Regions from separate parts of the Mus musculus genome. Here all the other regions are linked to region 1. A link is a contact called in public HiChIP or PLAC-seq and promoter capture Hi-C data. All regions are on one chromosome and are shown on one strand. Each heading gives the region's core, a stretch centred on a gene start, on an enhancer-like site or on the middle of the called end of the contact. The rest is flanking DNA. Distances are from core to core; before and after follow the strand shown. Region 1 holds the start of Lpar2 (lysophosphatidic acid receptor 2). Region 2 holds the start of Pgls (6-phosphogluconolactonase). Region 3 holds the start of Myo9b (myosin IXb). Region 4 holds the start of Arrdc2 (arrestin domain containing 2).

Region 1 (2,702 bases), core at 136-2,635:
ACACAGGTGCAGGTGTTTCGGGGTCAAGACTCAATGGTCAATACAGATCAGTAGATCCTTGGGGACTACCCGAGTCTCTGACCTCTGAGACGGGTGTCTTGACTATTTCAGTCATAATGGCTCCTGGCCCTACTACACTTGCAGCAGTAACAGACTCCCAAGTTAGCAGGTGGCTGCAGCCCAGCCCTGTCTCCTTTTAATTTGTTTGTTTGTTTGTTTGTTTTAAGCTAAGTCTCACTGTGTAGCTCTGGCTGGTCTGGAGCTCCCTTTGTGAGCCACAAATCCTCTGCCTCCCAAGTGCTGGCTAAATCTGTGTTCTTACAACCTCCAAATAAAACCATATCCTGCTGCCGGCAGGAGGGCTGACCGCAGTGGTGCTTGCTGTAAAGCCTCACATTTGTTGGACCTCCCAGAGCCACTTAGTGGAAGGAGAGAGCCCATCCCTACAAATTGTCTGACCTGTGCACATGCACAAATAAAAGAAAATTTTAATTTAAAAAAAAAAATCCGCTGGGCGGTAGTGCCACACACCTCTACTTGATCCTAGCACTCAGGAGATAGAGGCAGGAGGATCTCTGAGTTTTATGCCAGCCAGGTGTACAGAGAAAGTTCCAGGACAGCCAGGGCTACACAGAGAAACCCTGTTTCAGAAAAACAAAATAAAATAAGATAAATCTTGTCTGTTCTTGCACATTTGTCTTTGTGCTGGAATGCTGACAATAAGTCACCAGTAAGAGCAGCGTCTTTAACCCTTTATTAAGGGCCAGATGATGGAACCAAGGCTTCTAAACACACCCTGGGAAACCTACTGGCAATTAGTGTAGGGCCTGGAGCCCAAGATGAGTCACTCAGCTCAGTGTCCCTGATCCGGTTCTACACAATCAAATACAACTCGGTGCAGATAATCGGGACAATGGGGCTGTGTGCTGCGAACCGGGGGAGGTCAGGGGAGGAGGCTGCTGCAGGCTCGAGCCAGCGGCAGGCTGGGGCGAGACTTCGGGAAGCAAGGTAGTGCGGCAGCAGTGGGGCGAGGGTCCAGCCGGGAGATTGACCACGGAACAGTGGGGCGGGGCTTGCAGCTCGGTAAAGGATTGGACAGAAACGGGGGGGGGGGCGCCCGCAGAGCCCCCCCCCCCCCCGCTGTGGATCTTTTCAACTGCCAGGTGACTCAGCCCCAAAGGCGCGAAAGGGCAAGCACGTGAGATGTGCGGGGGGGGGGGGGGGGGGGAGTAGAAAGGGTGCCCCACGTGGGAAAAGGGGGCTGTGGGGAGGCGGTGAAATGACCACAGTTTCAGGAGATCACACTTCCGACGTGGGGGTGGGACTTTCCAGGGGGCGGGACACCCCCAAGGGCCAAGAGCTAAGGCAGGTGGGGGCGTGGCTTTGAGGTCCCGCCTCTCCCGCCTCCTCAGCCGGGGGCTCCAGGAACACCGGACGCTGCTGCGCAACCGCTCGGTTGCCCGGCCATGGGTCTCAGTCCTGCTTCAACCCACCGCGAGCCAGCCCCATCTGCCGCTTGACTGGATGTGCAGGTAAGACCAACACCAACCGGTTTAGGGTGGGTGCAGGCCACCGAAGAAAGCGAGGCGGGGCCCCCTCTTCTCCACAATCCTTCTCCTAGCCCAGGGTTGTCTGCAATACCCTCTTTTGTCCTGGAGGCCTTCTTGGCCCTCAGTCCCACCCAGGAATGGACTGCTTTCAGAGCTCTTGCGCGGAATCCTGCCTGTAACTCAACTTCTGGGCGGTCTCTGTCTACTCTGCTCGCGCTAAGTCCCCTCAGTGCCTTGGCATTGCCCTCCGGGTGTTGACCACGGACCTCGCTCTGGTGTGCACACACCCCCTGGCCTCTGCACTGTGCAAGGACCCTGGCACAAGTTTGATCTTCTTAAGGCTAACCCCAGCAGCTCACTCCGCCTTTGTGCTGCCCCAGCCAACCCACCCACGCCCATTGAAAACCACAGGTGTCCAACCCAGTCACGGATTAGTGGCACGTGGCACTGAATTGCAATGTGGATGCATTTGCTCTGGGTTCTTAAGATTTAAAAAAGAAAAGAAAAGCCGATCAGAAAACCGTTTTAAATTGTTATGCCAGCATTCAGCAGAGGCTAGTGGATCTCTGATTTTGAGGCCAGTGTGGTCTCAAAGCAAGTTCTAGGTCAGTTGGGATGCATCGAGAGACCCTGCTTTATGAGTAAATAAATAGAAATTGCTTTTTAAAGGTCACTTTGGCCTTCAGCACAGACTTCTTGCACAGAGGGCCTCTGATCCTGTAGGTTGCACTCACCCAATCTTGATTCTAGTCTCTGGCCACTGCTTTGTTCAAGTGCCCTTCCATCAGGGGCCACCTGCACTGATCTGTCTTCTGTATCCACAGGCAGCCATCATGGGCCAGTGCTACTACAACGAGACCATCGGCTTTTTCTATAATAACAGCGGCAAGGAGCTCAGCCTTCACTGGCGCCCCAAAGATGTGGTGGTGGTGGCCCTGGGGCTGACAGTCAGTGTGCTGGTATTGCTGACCAATCTGCTGGTTATTGCAGCCATCGCCTCCAACCGACGCTTCCACCAGCCCATATACTACCTGCTTGGCAACTTGGCTGCGGCTGACCTCTTCGCTGGCATGGCCTACCTCTTCCTCATGTTCCATACTGGCCCACGCACTGCCAGGCTCTCCATCAAAGGCTGGTTCCTGCGACAGGGCC
Region 2 (2,702 bases), core at 58-2,557, 1.8 Mb after region 1:
CACAAACGATAAAAGGTTTTAAAATGTGTTCAAAGGCACATGCCTTTAATCCCAGCACTTGGGAAGGAGAGGCAGGCAGGTCTCTGTGAGTTGGAGGACAGCCTGGTCCACAGAGTTCCAGGACAGTCAGGGCAGCAGCAGCAGCAGCAGCATGTCTTGAATAACAACAAAGTTCTTGCAGTGTTTCACACTGTATAACTTGCCACTTGCAGCCTCACATGGGCACTCAGAAAGGCTGTAGGTTTAGGATTGGGGTCCAGCCAATGGTCTAGCCTGGGCTTAGCATGCAGAAGGCCCTGGGTTCAGTACCGACACAGTGACTGACTGCTTGGATTTTGGAGCTCTCTCGAGTTCAGGAGGGTGCAGTGGCTCAGGGGTTAAGATCACCGGTTCGGCTTTTTACCCTCCTTCCACACAGAGGACCACAACCATCTAACAGTTCCAGGGCATCCCATGCCCTCTCCTGGCCTCTGCATGCACTTGGTTCAAAGATATACATGCGGGAGAAAATTAAGAGAGAGGAACCAGAGGGGGTTTAATTGGGTCTTTGTGGTGGAAACAGCTGTCACCTTCTGACTGATCTACTTGGGTCAAGGCTCTTAACAGTCCTAAAGGTTCTGTATTTTCCTAAAATAGCACGGGCGACTGGGAGCCACCGGCTCAAGCACAAGAACCGGGGCAGTTTCACATTCAAATGCAGATGTTCAACTGTCGTGTGGCGGTTGTCTTGAGGAATCCTCTTTCTGCCGCAGACAGCTGTGAGCAGAAGACCTTACAAACTGCCGCATCCGCTGGAGTAACAGAGAAGGGGCGACTGGCCGAGATAGGCGAATGTGGGGAGAGCCGTGCAGGCATGGGGACGTCACAGCCTCTAACTCCCGGCTAGCCTCCTGTCCTTGCCACCTGAGAGCTTACTGACCTTATCACGCTGCAGCTGGCGCACTCTGTGCTTCCGACCGCACCCTGAAAAACGCTCAAGAGTGCTGTGGCACTCCGGTCACCCCAGCACTCCAATCAAGAACGATCAGGAGCGTGAGGCCAGTCGGAGCTACTAGACTCCAGCTTAAAAACTAAATAAAATGCGAGAAACCGGGCCAGCAAGGCGTGTCTCGCCCAGGGAAGCGCCGGGGACTGCCCGCCCACTACCCACCTCAAAGCCCTGCGGAGCACTGCGGTTTCGGGAACCACCCGCTAGCCCGGCCCCGGCGACGCTTCTTTTGTGCAACTGCACATGCGCCACGACCTTGGCTCAAAGTGCTCGGACCCATGGCAGCGCGGCCGTCGCGCAGGCGCACTGGCGTACTGGCCTCTGCCGGGAGCGCCGCCGCCTCCCCACCGCCATGGCAGCACCCGCGCCCAGTCTCATCTCGGTCTTCTCCAGCCCGCAAGAGCTGGGCGCGTCGCTGGCGCAGCTGGTGGCGCAGCGGGCCGCGAGCTGCCTGGAAGGGGACCGTGGCCGCTTCGCGCTTGGTCTGTCAGGCGGCAGCCTGGTCTCCATGCTAGCCCGAGACCTGCCCGCCGCCGCCGCTCCCGCTGGACCAGCCAGCTTTGCGCGCTGGACGCTCGGCTTCTGCGACGAGCGCCTCGTGCCCTTCGACCACGCCGAGAGCACGTACGGCCTCTACCGGGTGAGCGCTGCGGGGGCGCGCACCGTACGGGCTACGGGGGCCGCCGTGGGCCACGCCGAGCTGGCTCAGCCTACCGTGGAAACTCAAGATACAAGGGCCGCCGTGGGCCACGCGGAGTCGGCTCAGTCCGCCGAGGAAGCGCGGGCCACGCCGAACTGGCTCAGCCTGCCTAGGAAACGCAAGGATCTGCTTCAACGCCTACCCGCGGGCTCCGGGCCCCACGGGGTCTTGCTGGATGCGCAGTGATGTCCATCCAAGTGCAGCCTGACGGGCCTCCGTCCCCCGTATCTTCCTAAGGGCCGTACCTTGGCTGTGGGGCCTCGTGGGTCATGGCTGTTTGTGCACTCAGCCTGCCTCTAGTGTCCAGGGTGTGTTGGGTCTCAGTTTTCTTTAACAAGAGCCGTTGGCCATCGCCTCCCAGCAGCCTGGGGTATGATGGCCACAAGGCGCCCTATAGGTTACAGAGGTCCCTGCGTCACACACAGGGAAACTGAGGCATGGAGGATTGAGCTCTGAGCACACTTGGATGACTGCCACCACCTCCTAGGGGAAGCTGGTCCAGTGTCATGGGTCTGAAGCAGGGGAGGAAGGGCCATTACACTTACTTACAGGTGGGGAAACAGAAGATTCATGTCGCCTTGACCCTCATCTAGGGACCTGAAACTGCACCACTTTGAACACGATGCCTGCCCAAGAACTTCACTGAACTGGCTGTGTGTACTAGCACAAGGCTCAGTTGGTAGGGTACTTGTAGCTCAGTTGATATTGTGCTTGCCTAGAATGCTTAAGGTCCAGGCTTCATTTCCAGTGTCATATAAACCAGGAATGATGGTGCACCCCTGTCTTCCCAGCAATGAGGAAGTAGAGGCTGGAGGATCGGGAGTTCAAGGTCATTCCCAGCTACCCAGTTCGAGGCTAGCCTGTGCAACGTGAGACTTATTTTGATGCAGCCCACTCAAGAAAAATAAAGCTAAGACCCCTAAGTAGGCCCCTCTGAGGTGACCTGGTTAACAGCTGGGTCTTTGAAGGAAGCAGGATTTCATCACCAGGAATCTGTTGACACTTTGAGCAGTA
Region 3 (2,702 bases), core at 81-2,580, 1.5 Mb after region 1:
TAGAACCCAAGACTACCATCCCAGAGATGGCACCACCCACAAGGGGACCTCCTCCCTTGACCCTAATTGAGAAAATGCCTTACAGCTGGATCTCATGGAGGCATTTCCCTAACTGAAGCTCCTTTCTCTGTGATAACTCCAGCCTGTGTCAAGTTGACACAAAACTGGCCAGTACATCAGTTATCTACTTTCACCATATGAAACCCATGGATCAAAATAAGATCATGAGGCTTGGTGGCAAGAGCCTTTGTTTCACCCACTTGACCTTCACAGAGTGTCCTTTGCTGTATACAGTCACAATAGCCCGTGACCCTCATCCTTCAGACTCTTAAGCAAACACCCATGGGTGTAGTGAGTCAGGGCTAAAGGGGAGTGCGACAAGCAACCCTAGAGCTCCTGAGGCCTAGGAAAAGGTCTGTGCTGGGACTAAAGTCGTGCTACCATGTAGGGTCACGTTTTTCCTTTAAAAAAAGGAAGGCTAGGTGGTGGTGGCACATGCCTTTGAACCCAGCACTTGGCAGGCAGATTTCTGTGAATTCAAGGCCAGACTGGTCTACAGAGCTCCGGATCAGCTACACACATACACACACACACACACACACACACACACACACACACACACACAAAACAAAAAACAAAAAACACCACTGTCTCCAAGGGGAAAAAGAGAGAATGTCCACCAAAGTCCACGCACAACCCCAATTCTGAACTGCATCTGGGACCCCAGCTCCCCAGCACGCACCGAAGCGGCTCAGAGCCTGGGCTTCTGGTCTGGGAGAGATTCGGGCATTGGCTCATAAGATCCCAGTTCTCCAGCTCCGCTGCCTGTGAGCCCAGGATCTGGTCTTTGGCCAACCCACAGGAGCCCCTAAATTCCGCCCTTCTGAGATCCCAACTCACCCTGCGTCCCGTTCTGAGGAATCCGCCATTCTCCCGCCTTCCACTCAAAGGCAAGCGTCTCAGGGTCCCGCCCGCTAGGAGGCAGGGAGTAGTGCTGGAAGCCGGAGGGTGCTCTCTTCACGCGAGCCGCGGGGCGGGCTCCAAGCTTGCTACAGTTCGTTCAGCCTGGCCAAGAGCGCCGAAAAAGGGCGTGGCTCCAAGGTGTCCCTCAGACGTGTGGGCTTCCGGCACCAACCTGAGCGGGCTAAAATACTGCTGGGGAGGGGCGTGACTATCATAGCGCCCGCCCCTCTCAGCTGTGGAACACTTAGCATCTGGAATGCACCAACCGCAGAGGGCGTTCGCTGCGCGCCTTTAGATGGGGCGGGACCTCGAGTCGCCCCGCCTCTCCGACGAGTTGGCGCCCGCCCACTCAGCGCCTCCGGAACCCGGAAGTGAAATCGCACGGTGCAGCGGCGGGCGAGGCTGGTCGCTTCGGGGCGGGGCGGCCGGGAGCAGCGGGCAGGCTGGCCGGGGACCGGTGGCGCGCAGCGGCCCGAGGTCCAGGTAAGTTCTCGCGGCGGCCGTGAGTGGAGACCCGAGCCGGGGTTGTGCACCGGGTTGCTCCTGAAGTCGTGGGACGTGAGGGCAGGATGCGGCCTGGGGGACGCGTGGACGCTGAGGGGGTTGAGACTGGCGGGCTTACCGCGTCTTTCAGCGGCGGCTGAGGAGAGGACGTGGCTAAGGTGGCATCTGGGGGGATCTCAGGAAACGGGGGAGGCCAGGAAGGCGGAGCCGAGGGGCCGTGCTAGGGAAAGGGACTTCTGCACTCGCGGTCTGAGCCCTAGGGTGTCAGAGAGGCGCCGGGCTCTCAGAGAATGGGAAACGGTCTGTGGCAACCCACTGTTGGGGCTGGAACGTCTAAAAGAGTGGGCCTGGAAAGACACGCAAAAACAGTTCCTCAGAGGGCCGGAGGAGTGGAGAGGAGGAGGAAAGGGAGATGACGGGGTGCAGCCTCTGGAGACTCGCCCCCGCCTTCCCCTCTTGATTCATCTTCTTCCTGACTTCACTCCCGGACAGCTGGGTGATCCGCCAGGGCGAGTCCCAGCGCCCTCTGGGTTCTCTCTCTGCTTTGATAGGCACATCACTTTCTGCTCAAGAAAAGAGTAGCTGGACTCTAGAGGAGGTTGCGGGGTGGGGGTGGGGTTCTGACACCCGAACTGCGTTTCAGAAGAAAGGGAGCCGGTAGGGTGGAAGCCACTCTCTCAAGAGAGTCACATCCTTGGACTTAAACGTTTTTTTGTTTTTTGTTTTTTGTTTTTAAATGACTTACAGGAAATGTATACCTCAGCGGTGGCAGAGATCTCAGCCCCGTGGAGTCACAGCTGCCAACAAACCCTCCCTTCTTTTTCTAGGGACCCTAACTCCCAAGGCTTTATAGGGGAGTCCTTTTGTGCCTCTTTGGCTCATTTTCCAGCACTTTAAGACATCCACCTAGCAGCCCCTCAGGTTGTATCTCCTTACCTTGTTGGGTATTGTCTAGTCTTTGAGACTTCAGTATCTTAAGGTGTCAAGGAATGGCTGGAGGTGGCATGAGCAACTATAAAGTTATTGTCACCGGCCTCTCTGCTCCTACAAGGCCTTGGAGCTGCCTGGTTTTGATTGGCATCACTTTCTCCCCCCCCCCCCTTACCAGTATTCCCTGTCTGCTGTGTGCTTGCTGAAAGGAGGCCAGGTTTAGAGCTCCATTTGGTACAGGAATCTGGATATAAAGGAAGCCTTAGAGACATGACTGCCCCATTCACTTCAAGAATGTTCTGGAA
Region 4 (2,702 bases), core at 80-2,579, 1.0 Mb after region 1:
CAAGAAAAGAAAAAGAAATAAAGCAAAACCCAAAACCAGTAAAGACAAAAGCAAACACAAAAACAAAAATAGCCCTATCATATCCTGCTTTCCAAATGGGGTATCTGAGGCTGGGAAAGAGCAAGATACCTTCCCAGAGGCACACAGCAGGTGAGCACCCTCAGAATTTGCACTTACCTATAGTGGGTTTTAAACTCACCACTAACTCCTGGCTCCCTGTTACAGAGGTCATTTGAGACCCTCAAATCTAAAAGGTGTCAAGCAGCCAGGCTGGACCCCAACCCCCATGGGGCAGCCACTTGCCAGCAGGGCAGGTGTGTTTATGTCCACAGGTTCAATGACAGTGAACACCTTCCGGGCGCAGCGTGCAGGGACCCATGGCCGGTGCAGAGTGGCTTTGATGGAATAGCGGACGCTGCCGTGTTTGCCCTCGAAGGATGTCACCAGGGAGCTGGGGTGGCAAGAGTGGGTAATCAGAGGATCACTATCAGGAGATAGTGGGGTGAAGGGCATACAAGAGGGATGTCCCGAGAAGTCAGGGCTGAGGGAACCCTAGATGCCCAGCCAGAAGGCGACAGTGGGGCTTACATAGGCAGCTGGAAGCTGAAGGGAAACTCGTGGCGTCCAGCGGGAAGCGTGGCGATATCCCCCGAGTCTAGGAACAAGACCCGGGGCTCAGCGGACGTAGGCCTGGGAATCGCATGCTCGGTGCGCCCCAAAAGGTCCCCAGCCCGTACCTGGCGCGAGCAGCGTGGCGCGGTGGTTCACGACTTCCACGCGCTCGCTGTAACTCTGAGTATAAGCAGTGCTGGAGCCCGCGCTGCGCGACTCCGTCCAGTGCGCGCGCGCGCGGCCCCGAGCGCGCAGCCTGAGCGCGCCCACGCGTGCCGCGCCCGCAAGCTCCAACAGTACCCGGCCTGCCACGGCCTGGCCTCCGTGGAACACGGGCTCGGTGCCCGTGCGCGCCCCGTCTATCTCTACTACGAACGCCTTCACCTTATCGAACAGCATTGCGGTGACGGTCGCGAACCCAAAAAAGAGATCGGCCAGGTGCTCGAACCCGCGAAAAGAAAGAGCTAGAGACTGCGAACGCAGCGGGCTCGAACTACGTACACACACAAGCGGGACAACAGGACGGAAGACCGCTGGGGACCCGCAGCTGCGTCGCACTTATAGGACGGTTGGAGGGCGGGGCCTGAGGAGAAGACCGCACCTACCGGAAGAGACTCCGCAAACACAGCAGTAGGGAACGGGACCCCAGAAAAGACTAGGCCAATAGCGCGGCGAAGGAATGGCCTGAGGAGAAAGCCACACCTTCAGGAGAAGACTCCACCAATAGCGCGCTGAGGAGGCGGGGCCTGAAAAAGCCTGGTTCTGCTGAGAGAATTAGGCCAAAGGCTCCACGAGGGCGGTGGCCTGATAGAAAGCTCCCCCCCCTACAAGGGACCAGGCCAATAGCGTGTGAAGGGCGTGGTCTGAGGGGGCAAAATCAGCTCCTGCGAGAAAGTCAGTAGCATCGAGGGGCGGGGCGGGGCGGGGCGTTAGAGAAAGCCTCGCCTACCGGAAAGAACTTCACCAATAGCGCGGTGGGGCGTGGCCTCACGAGGCTCCAGACAAAATAACCCTTGCTTGGTTCTGAACCGGAGCCTAAGTGGGAGGTGCTGCAGCGCGGCTCTGCCGCCTTAGGTCTCGCAAATACACAAACAAGGAAGCCCAGGAATAGGGAAACTGGTCTTAGTCACCCAGCGTGACAACTGTCACTATTTTTTTTTTCTGTTGCTTTTTGAGACGGGTTCTCATGTAGCCCAAACTTACCTGGGACTTGAGACAGTCCCCCTGCTTCTGTTTACAAGATTGGCCAGTAGTTTTGTGTTCCCTTGGCTAGTCTGGAACTCACTGTGTAGACCAGGCTGGCCTTGAACTCATAGAGGCGAGGTTGCCACTGCTTCCCGAGTGCTGGAATTAAAGCTCAAATCGGATTTCTGAACCCGAAAGCTTTATTTTCTTCTGAGGCCAAGTCTCACATAGCCTCCAATGCATCTCGTACTCTAACCAAGCCCGATGTTGAATTTGCCATCCTCCACCAGTCTTCCAGAGCTGACTTGATAGGCGTTTGCCTTAGTACCTGACTGTTTCTTAAACTTAAAAAAAAAAAGATTTATTTATTTGTATATGTATATGAGTACACTGTAGCTGTCTTCAGACACACCAGAAGAGAGCCATTACAGATGGCTGTGAGCCACTGTGTGGTTCCTGGGAATTGAACTCAGGATCTCTGGAAGAGCAGTCTGTGCTCTTAGCCACTGAGCCATCTCTCCTGCCCGGCCTGGCTTTTTCTTATGTTTTCAGACAGGATCTCACACTGTAACCCAGGCTGCCCGGGAACTCAAGGCAATGGAACTCCGGTGTCAGCCTCTTAGATGCTGGGTTCGCAGGTGTGTCCACTAGGCCAGAACCTCCCAGCTTAATCATCAACTCGCTGCCGCCTGCAGACCTATCTGGGGCACCTTTTTTCAGGCCCATTGTTTCCGGCGATGCGAATTGGTGGGGACAGGGAAGTGTTGGTCCTTTCCCCCCCCCCCCGCATTGGGCACCCCCATTCAACCTAAAGGACCCTGGCAAGGGACAAGGAGGATGTGCCTCAATTTCCACTTCCATAAGGCCTAGGGGAACTTAGTCCCTCAGATCCAGAAAGGGATTGC

What was found. Promoter capture Hi-C pulls out the DNA fragments that hold promoters and counts their contacts. HiChIP or PLAC-seq counts read pairs in DNA pulled down with a chosen protein or histone mark. Capture Hi-C pulls out chosen DNA fragments and counts their contacts.
Region 2: a contact with region 1 is called in a FOXA1 HiChIP or PLAC-seq map of pancreatic cancer cells. The contact joins the promoter of Pgls here to the promoter of Lpar2 in region 1. A contact is called at or near these places in 1 of 39 promoter capture datasets (pre-B cells) and 1 of 115 datasets of contacts at active chromatin or transcription factors (pancreatic cancer cells).
Region 3: a contact with region 1 is called in a promoter capture Hi-C map of adipose tissue, with 3 times the contacts expected there. The contact joins the promoter of Myo9b here to the promoter of Lpar2 in region 1. A contact is called at or near these places in 3 of 39 promoter capture datasets (hippocampal neurons, liver and pre-B cells) and 2 of 9 other capture datasets (adipose tissue and liver).
Region 4: a promoter capture Hi-C map of liver shows a contact between it and region 1, with 3 times the contacts expected there. The contact joins the promoter of Arrdc2 here to the promoter of Lpar2 in region 1. A contact is called at or near these places in 5 of 39 promoter capture datasets (hippocampal neurons, liver, neutrophils and 1 more).

What each region holds. Positions count from the first base shown.
Region 1 is chr8:69,821,180-69,823,881 of GRCm38.p6, forward strand. It overlaps Lpar2 (lysophosphatidic acid receptor 2), which reads left to right and starts at 1,386. Exons shown (of 3, transcript NM_020028.3): 1 at 1,386-1,532; 2 at 2,375-2,702. The coding sequence starts at 2,384. It overlaps Gmip (Gem-interacting protein), which reads left to right. Exons shown (of 21, transcript NM_198101.1): 21 at 1-691.
Region 2 is chr8:71,590,877-71,593,578 of GRCm38.p6, forward strand. It overlaps Pgls (6-phosphogluconolactonase), which reads left to right and starts at 1,308. Exons shown (of 5, transcript NM_025396.3): 1 at 1,308-1,628. The coding sequence starts at 1,341.
Region 3 is chr8:71,271,384-71,274,085 of GRCm38.p6, forward strand. Myo9b (myosin IXb) reads left to right here and starts at 1,331. Exons shown (of 40, transcript NM_001142322.1): 1 at 1,331-1,446. Haus8 (4HAUS augmin-like complex, subunit 8) reads right to left here and starts at 1,207. Exons shown (of 11, transcript NM_001163042.1): 1 at 901-1,207. The coding sequence starts at 929.
Region 4 is chr8:70,838,391-70,841,092 of GRCm38.p6, forward strand. Arrdc2 (arrestin domain containing 2) reads right to left here and starts at 1,330. Exons shown (of 8, transcript NM_027560.1): 1 at 738-1,330; 2 at 589-655; 3 at 304-451. The coding sequence starts at 1,011.